Regions from separate parts of the Xenopus laevis genome. Here region 1 is linked to region 2. Evidence: chromatin contacts called from public Hi-C data. All regions are on one chromosome and are shown on one strand. Each heading gives the region's core, a stretch centred on a gene start, on an enhancer-like site or on the middle of the called end of the contact. The rest is flanking DNA. Distances are from core to core; before and after follow the strand shown. Region 1 overlaps LOC108719403 (zinc fingers and homeoboxes protein 2-like). Region 2 holds the start of LOC108719403 (zinc fingers and homeoboxes protein 2-like).

Region 1 (3,593 bases), core at 409-2,908, 57 kb before region 2:
CTACACAGCAGCTTGTTTATATAAACTATAGTAGTACTTATCTGTTATCTACTGTGTATCCTGTGCTTGAATGGCTGCCCCCATGGCTACACAGCAGCTTGTTTATATAAACTATAGTAGTACTTATCTGTTATCTACTGTGTATCCTGTGCTTGAATGGCTGCCCCCATGGCTACACAGCAGCTTGTTTATATAAACTATAGTAGTACTTATCTGTTATCTACTGTGTATCCTGTACTTGAATGGCTGCCCCCATGGCTACACGGCAGCTTGTTTATATAAACTATAGGAGTGACACACCAGTTGTACCAGTGCAGGTCAACAGTACATTATATTGTCATTCTTTTAATAAACTTTCATTGTTTAGTATTACTGTTCCTTTAAACTTGCGTTCGCTCAGTCTTGCCGCTACTTCACTGATGTTCGAATGAAATTAAGACTTTTTTTTAAAAACTTTTATTCAAACCTCTTAGCGTATTTGTGCAGTATACCGAAATAAGGATATTCCCTCCCCCTTCCCAGACACATCTATTCTTATTTCAACATATACAAGTCATTTTTTTAGAGAGCGCCGGGGGGCGGGGGTTAAAGAAAAAAAAAAATTGCACTCACTGGATCAGTGACTAGACCTAAAAATGGAGGGGAGGGGGCAGGGCAATCATTTGTTGTGCTCATCTCTTCCAGAGAAAAGTCCTTTAAAGGAACAGTTCAGTGTGAAAATAAAAACTGGGTAAATAGATAGGCTGTGCAAAATAAAAAATGTTTCTAATATAGTTAGTTAGCCCATAATGTAATGTATAAAGGCTGGAGTGACTGGATGTGTAACATAATAGCCAGAACACTACTTCCTGCTTTTCAGCTCTCTAACTCTGAGTTAGTCAGTGACTTGAAGGGGGGCCACATGGGACATTTCTGTTCAGTGAGTTTGTAATTGATCCTCAGCATTCAGCTCAGATTCAAAAGCAACAGTTATGTGGTCAAGTCACTGATTGATTACTGCCTGGTAACCAATCAGTGGAAAGCAAGAGAGCTGAAAAGCAGGAAGTAGTGTTCTGGCTATTATGTTACACATCCAGTCACTCCAGCCTTTATACATTACATTTTTGGCTAACTAACTATATTAGAAACATTATTTATTTTGCACAGCCTATCTATTTACCCAGTTTTTATTTTTACACTGAACTGTTCCTTTCAGGGAGATTATCGCCCGGCGACAAATCTCCTCTTCGTCGAGGCGACTAATCTCCGCAAACTGCCTCCCGTCGGCTAGAATGGCACTCGGGAGGGCTCCGTTTACTTCGGGCGACTTCTAATCTAAGCGCTCCGAGTGCTATCCCGCCGGCAATTTCTATTTTAGCCGATGGGAGGCAGTTTGCAGAGATTAGTTGCCCCGACTAAACCTGGCGACTAATCTCCCTGAATCTGAGCGTGCGCCCTGACTCTAAAACATTCATTTGGAAAAGTATCCACCCCCACTAATTAAAATGCACATTTCCTAAGCAACCTTCCTCATTATTTCACTTAATTATATGAAAATGTTCCAAAATTTCTCAAGCCACCAGGAAGCCCTTTTTGTTGAGGTCCGTCAAATTTGCAGCCAAGCAGAATAAAATCAATAATCCTCTGAACACAGCAGAGGCGCTTGCCGAAAAAGGGGGCGGGGTCTCTTGCTCTACTAAACTGCAGTCACAACTGGAGTTTTTCTCTTGTATGAAAGTTAAATTCTTGGATTTACACCAACCATTCCGAGGCAGTGGTCCCACAATTGCATGGATGTACCACAAAGGAGTAAAAATATATATACTGTATATACAGGCAGAGGGCGATAATACAAGTTAGTGGTTACTATTTCTAAACAATTCCGGGAATTTAAAAAAAAAAAAAAAAGCAAATGTATTTTCTGTCAAATAAAAAGGGGCACCCAACTTGTTTTTTTTTTTCAATGGTTTCAAAATGATTCCAATTTAAGCACAAAAAAAATGTACAATGGTCTTCTAGTTCTTTGGCAAAAAGAACTTAATTGTAGTCCAGGAGTTCTGTGCCAGGATTTCACCAATATTCTTGATTTCATTATCAGTTCTTGTAGGAAAATAGATTTCTATATTCTCTTCAAAGACTAAGACCGTCCGGACACTGGATCGGACCCGCTAAACTGAAAGAGAGAAAACAAACATTTGAATTTTGCCTTCTAATATTTTCTAGACGCTTCCTAAAAATATTTTAATTTGTGTGTAAGATTTGGCATACAGGTATGGATCAGTTATTCAGAAACCCGCAACCCATTATCCAGAAAGCTTGTCTCCCATAGACTCTATTTTATCCAAATAATCCAAATTTTTAAAAATAATTTCCTATTTCTCAGCAGCCTGTACTTGATCCAAACGAAAATATCATTCATCTTTATTGGAAGCAAAACCAGACTATTGGGTTTATTTAATGTTTACATGATTTTATAGTAGACTTGAAGCATGAAAATCCAAATAACATAAAGATCTGTTATCCAGAAAACACCACATCCCGAGCATTTAGGATAACAGGTCCCATACCTGTACCTTGTACTTGATCCCAACTAAGATGTAATTAATCCTTATTGGAAGCAAAACCAGCCTATTGGGTTTATTTAATGTTTATATGATTTTCTAGTAGACTTAAAGGACCAGTAACATCAAAAAAAAAATTGAATTTGTTTGTATATAACGGAAAAAAAACACCAAGACATATTTAACTTTAAAATCACAAAGTCTTTATTAAGAACCAACGTACTGAAACTCCATCGTGCGGCACTTGATTTCTCCTCCCTGCCTTCCTTATAGGAAATAGCCAGAGGGCAGAATCGAGCGACCCGCAATGGATTGTTGCCCTGTCGCCTTTTCTAAAGAGGAGCGCAAGCGGAGTTTCGCTAAGTTATTTCTTAATAAATACTTTGCGATTTTGATGTTACTGGTCCTTTAAGATCCAAATTAAGGAAAGATCATTTATCCAGAAAACCCCAGATCCTGAGCATTCTGGATAACAGGTCCCATATCTGTATTACAGTATTTACTGAATTTATTCTAACTATACAAAATTATTCAGATCCCTTGACAAATTATCTCATTTTAACAGATAACACCATTATGTTCTACAGAGCTTATCTGCTGTGTAACCTGAGCCTTTTCTCCTTTGAATGGCTGCCCCCATTGCTACACAGCAGCTTATTTATATAAACTATAGTAGTACTTATCTGTTATCTACTGTGTATCCTGTGCTTGAATGGCTGTCCCCATGGCTACACAGCAGCTTATTTATATAAACTATAGTAGTACTTATCTGTTATCTACTGTGTATCCTGTGCTTGAATGGCTGCCCCCATGGCTACACAGCAGCTTGTTTATATAAACTATAGTAGTACTTATCTGTTATCTACTGTGTATCCTGTGCTTGAATGGCTGCCCCCCATGGCTACACAGCAGCTTGTTTATATAAACTATAGTAGTACTTATCTGTTATCTACTGTGTATCCTGTGCTTGAATGGCTGCCCCCATTGCTACACAGCAGCTTGTTTATATAAACTATAGTAGTGTTTCTGAAGCAAACACAGCAGTTTTACCAG
Region 2 (3,103 bases), core at 182-2,681:
GCATAAGGCAGATTCAGGGAGATTGGTCGCCCGGTGACAAATCTCCTCTTCGTCGGTGCGACTAATCTCCCCGAACTGCCTTCCCGTTGGCTAAAATGTAAATCTCCGGTGGGGTGGCAATTGGCGCTATTCCTTTTCCTAAGTCAGAAAACGAATTGCATCGAGTGCCATCCCGCCACCAGCATTTTAGCCGACGGGAAGGCAGTTCGGGGAGATTAGTCGCCCGTAGCCGGGTGACTAATTTCCCTGAATCTGCCTGTGTGTCCTGACCCTTACCAGAGCATTTGTTTTTAAATGGGGGGGGGGGTCACTGACCCCCATTTGAAAGCTGGAAAGAGTCAGGAGGAAAAGGCAAATCACTCAAGAGCTATACAAAATACATAATGAGGACCAATTGAAAAGTTGCTTAGAATTGGCCATTCTGTAACATATTAAAATTTTACTTAAAAGGTAGGGTTGCCATCTGGCCTGTATTTTACCAGCCTGGTCGGTAAAAATGATGGCTGATCCCAATGTTATTAATAGGGAAAAAAGACACATATATAGGAAGGCCAGTATTTTTTTCCAGAAAAGGTGGCAACCCTACTTAAATGTGAACCACCCCTTTAACAATTCCTGTAAATTTCAAAGTCCAGCCCAGGGGGCCTTTACCAAACAACCCTGCTATAAGGGTTAGTTCACACGAGGGGATTCAAGGAGATTTTGTCGCCTGGCGACTAATCGCCTCTTCTACCGGCGACAATCTCCCCGAACTGCCTTCGCGTTTCTTCCCATCCGCTATAATGAAAAGTTGCCTGCGCTAAAGCACACGCGGCGCTGTGTTTTCAGAAGATGCCTGAAATTGCCTCACGAGGAAACATCGGGCAACTTCTAAAAACTCAGCGCTGCGTGTGCTTTATAGCAGGCGACTTTAACACCAACACTACTAAGTACAAATCACTGGCTCCCACTACATTCAGGAGGTCTCACAAGAAGTTCTGCAGCAGCAGCAGCTGTTTCACTTTCTCTTTCCCTGGCACATGCTGGCTGTACAGACCCAGAAGATCCAGTTGATTTTTTCATCACAAGTCCCAGAGCCGGACTGGGAGAAAAAAGCAGCCCGGGCAAAAAACAAACAAAGCAGCCCACATGTTAACACACACACACACAGACACACAAACACAGAGACACACACACGCAGACAGAGACACACAAACACAGAGAGACACACACAGAGTCACAAACACACAAAATGACACGCAAACATAGAGAGACACACAAACATAGAGAGACACACACAGACACACACAGACACCCCTACCTCTCCTAGGAGCTTCGTGAAACAGCACGGGAACTCTCTGACACCTCCCAACCCGTCTGCTGGCCAATCAGAGGGACTTTGCCTTTCCCTGACTGATCTTAGGAGGAGGGAGGAACACGCAGCTGCTTGGGGTGTGTGTGAAGCAGAATCACAATGTTCATGCTGTAAGTCTCTCTACCCACAAATCGCCACAAATCAGAAGCGGCCCATTTCACAGGAAAATGGAGCGGCCCTTCGGGAAATTGCCCGAACTGACAGATTGTCAGTCCGGGCCTGATCACGACCTCAGAATTCCCAGCGCAGGAGCTATAGTTCAACTACAACTCACAAACAGCAGGGCGGGCGGTTGAGCTGCAATTCAACAACTGGAGAAACATCCCGGTCTCCTGGACCCCGGTGGCGGGTACATTGCTCCCCCTTTTTAAGGGAATACGCACCCCCAGCAGCAGCAGCGCACTTTCCGCTCAGCACTCACACCCGGCAGTTGAAGAAGCAAAACGTTGCCCCCTGGTTGCTGCTCTGATCCTCATTTAAATAATCCCGGAGCAGCAGCAGCGCTCCCTCCCCCGATGTCTCTGTATGTAACGCCCCACCGCCATGTTTGCTGGAGATTATGTCGCCATAAGAAACGTAGAGATGTTTTTATACAGAGCAGCGACTCCCCTGACGCACGAGCCCCTTCCAACTACCCCCAATAAATCGTCACCCACAAACGTACCCACCGGGGGGCTCAGCAGCAACAGGACCCCTTGTCTCTCCCAGATCAGAGAAAAAGCGGCGTTTTTTTTTTATTCCCTCATTGGGATCAACCATAATTTTTCCCCGCCAGGTGGCACCCTAGCAGTGCCGGGCCTACTCGGCCGGGTGCCCTAGGCAACCCGGCCAACTACTTCGCCCCCTGCCGCTCGCGCATGCACAGAAGTGTGCGAGCGGAAAGGAAGCTCAAGTGCAAAAACCGCACTAGTGCGCATGCACAGAAGACTGTAAACTACATAGAATTGTGGCCTCAGCTTCTGAACATAGCGGTCTGAGCTAGGGGAAGGTGTCAGAAGAGGTACGTGGCTGGCGCCCCTGTGCCTTTGCGCCCTAGGCAAGTGCCTCTTCTGCCTACCCCTAGTTCCGGCCCTGCACCCTAGTCACTGACCCCCTCTAAAAACAAATCCTCTCTAAGGGCAGGGGCACACGGGCAGATTGGGGGAGATTTAGTCGCCTGTCGACTAATCGGCTCTTCTGAAGGGCGACAATCTCCCCGAACTGCCTTCCCCCTGCTATAATGAGAAAACGTCAGCGCAATCGCACTCGCGGCGCTTCGATTTCCGAAGTTGCCTCACGAGGAAACTTCAGGTGACTTCGGAAATCAAATCGCCGCAAGTGCATTGGCGCTGGCTTTTTGTCATTATAGCAGGGGGAAGGCAGTTCGGGGAAATTGTCGCCCCGCAGAAGAGGCAATTAGTCATCAGGCGACTGAATCTGCCCGTGTGCCCCTGCCCTAAGGGTAAGGGCACACCTGGAAATTCGGGGAGATTTAGTCGCCCGGCGACTAATCACCTCTTCTTTGGGGCGACATCTCCCCGAACTGCTTCCCCTTGTCTTCCGCCTGCTTCGATAAAAAACTGCCTGCAGCATGGCACTCGCGGCGCTTTGATTTCCGAAGTTGCCTAACAAGGAAACTTCGGGCGACTTTGGAAATTGAAGCACCGCGAGTGCATTAGCGGAGGCGTTTTCTCATTATAACAGGGGGAAGGCAGTTCGGCGAGTTTGTCACCCCGCAGAAGATTAGATTAGTCGCCAGGCGACAAAATC

Evidence for each region. A called contact is a pair of places that touch in the nucleus more often than the background predicts.
Region 1: a Hi-C map of the XTC cell line shows a contact between it and region 2, with 4 times the contacts expected there. The contact joins the enhancer-like site here to the promoter of LOC108719403 in region 2. A contact is called at or near these places in 2 of 4 Hi-C or Micro-C datasets (the XL177 cell line and the XTC cell line).

The regions. Positions count from the first base shown.
Region 1 is chr6L:150,574,011-150,577,603 of Xenopus_laevis_v10.1, reverse strand. LOC108719403 (zinc fingers and homeoboxes protein 2-like) reads right to left here. Exons shown (of 4, transcript XM_018268247.2): 4 at 1,478-2,152. Among protein-coding and RNA genes, the nearest start is that of derl1.L, 17 kb to the left of the region's middle. Within about 2 kb of position 1,658, at least 1 of the 7 cell types and tissues checked has an H3K27ac peak or open chromatin away from gene starts, as enhancers often do.
Region 2 is chr6L:150,517,224-150,520,326 of Xenopus_laevis_v10.1, reverse strand. It overlaps LOC108719403 (zinc fingers and homeoboxes protein 2-like), which reads right to left and starts at 1,431. Exons shown (of 4, transcript XM_018268247.2): 1 at 1,301-1,431.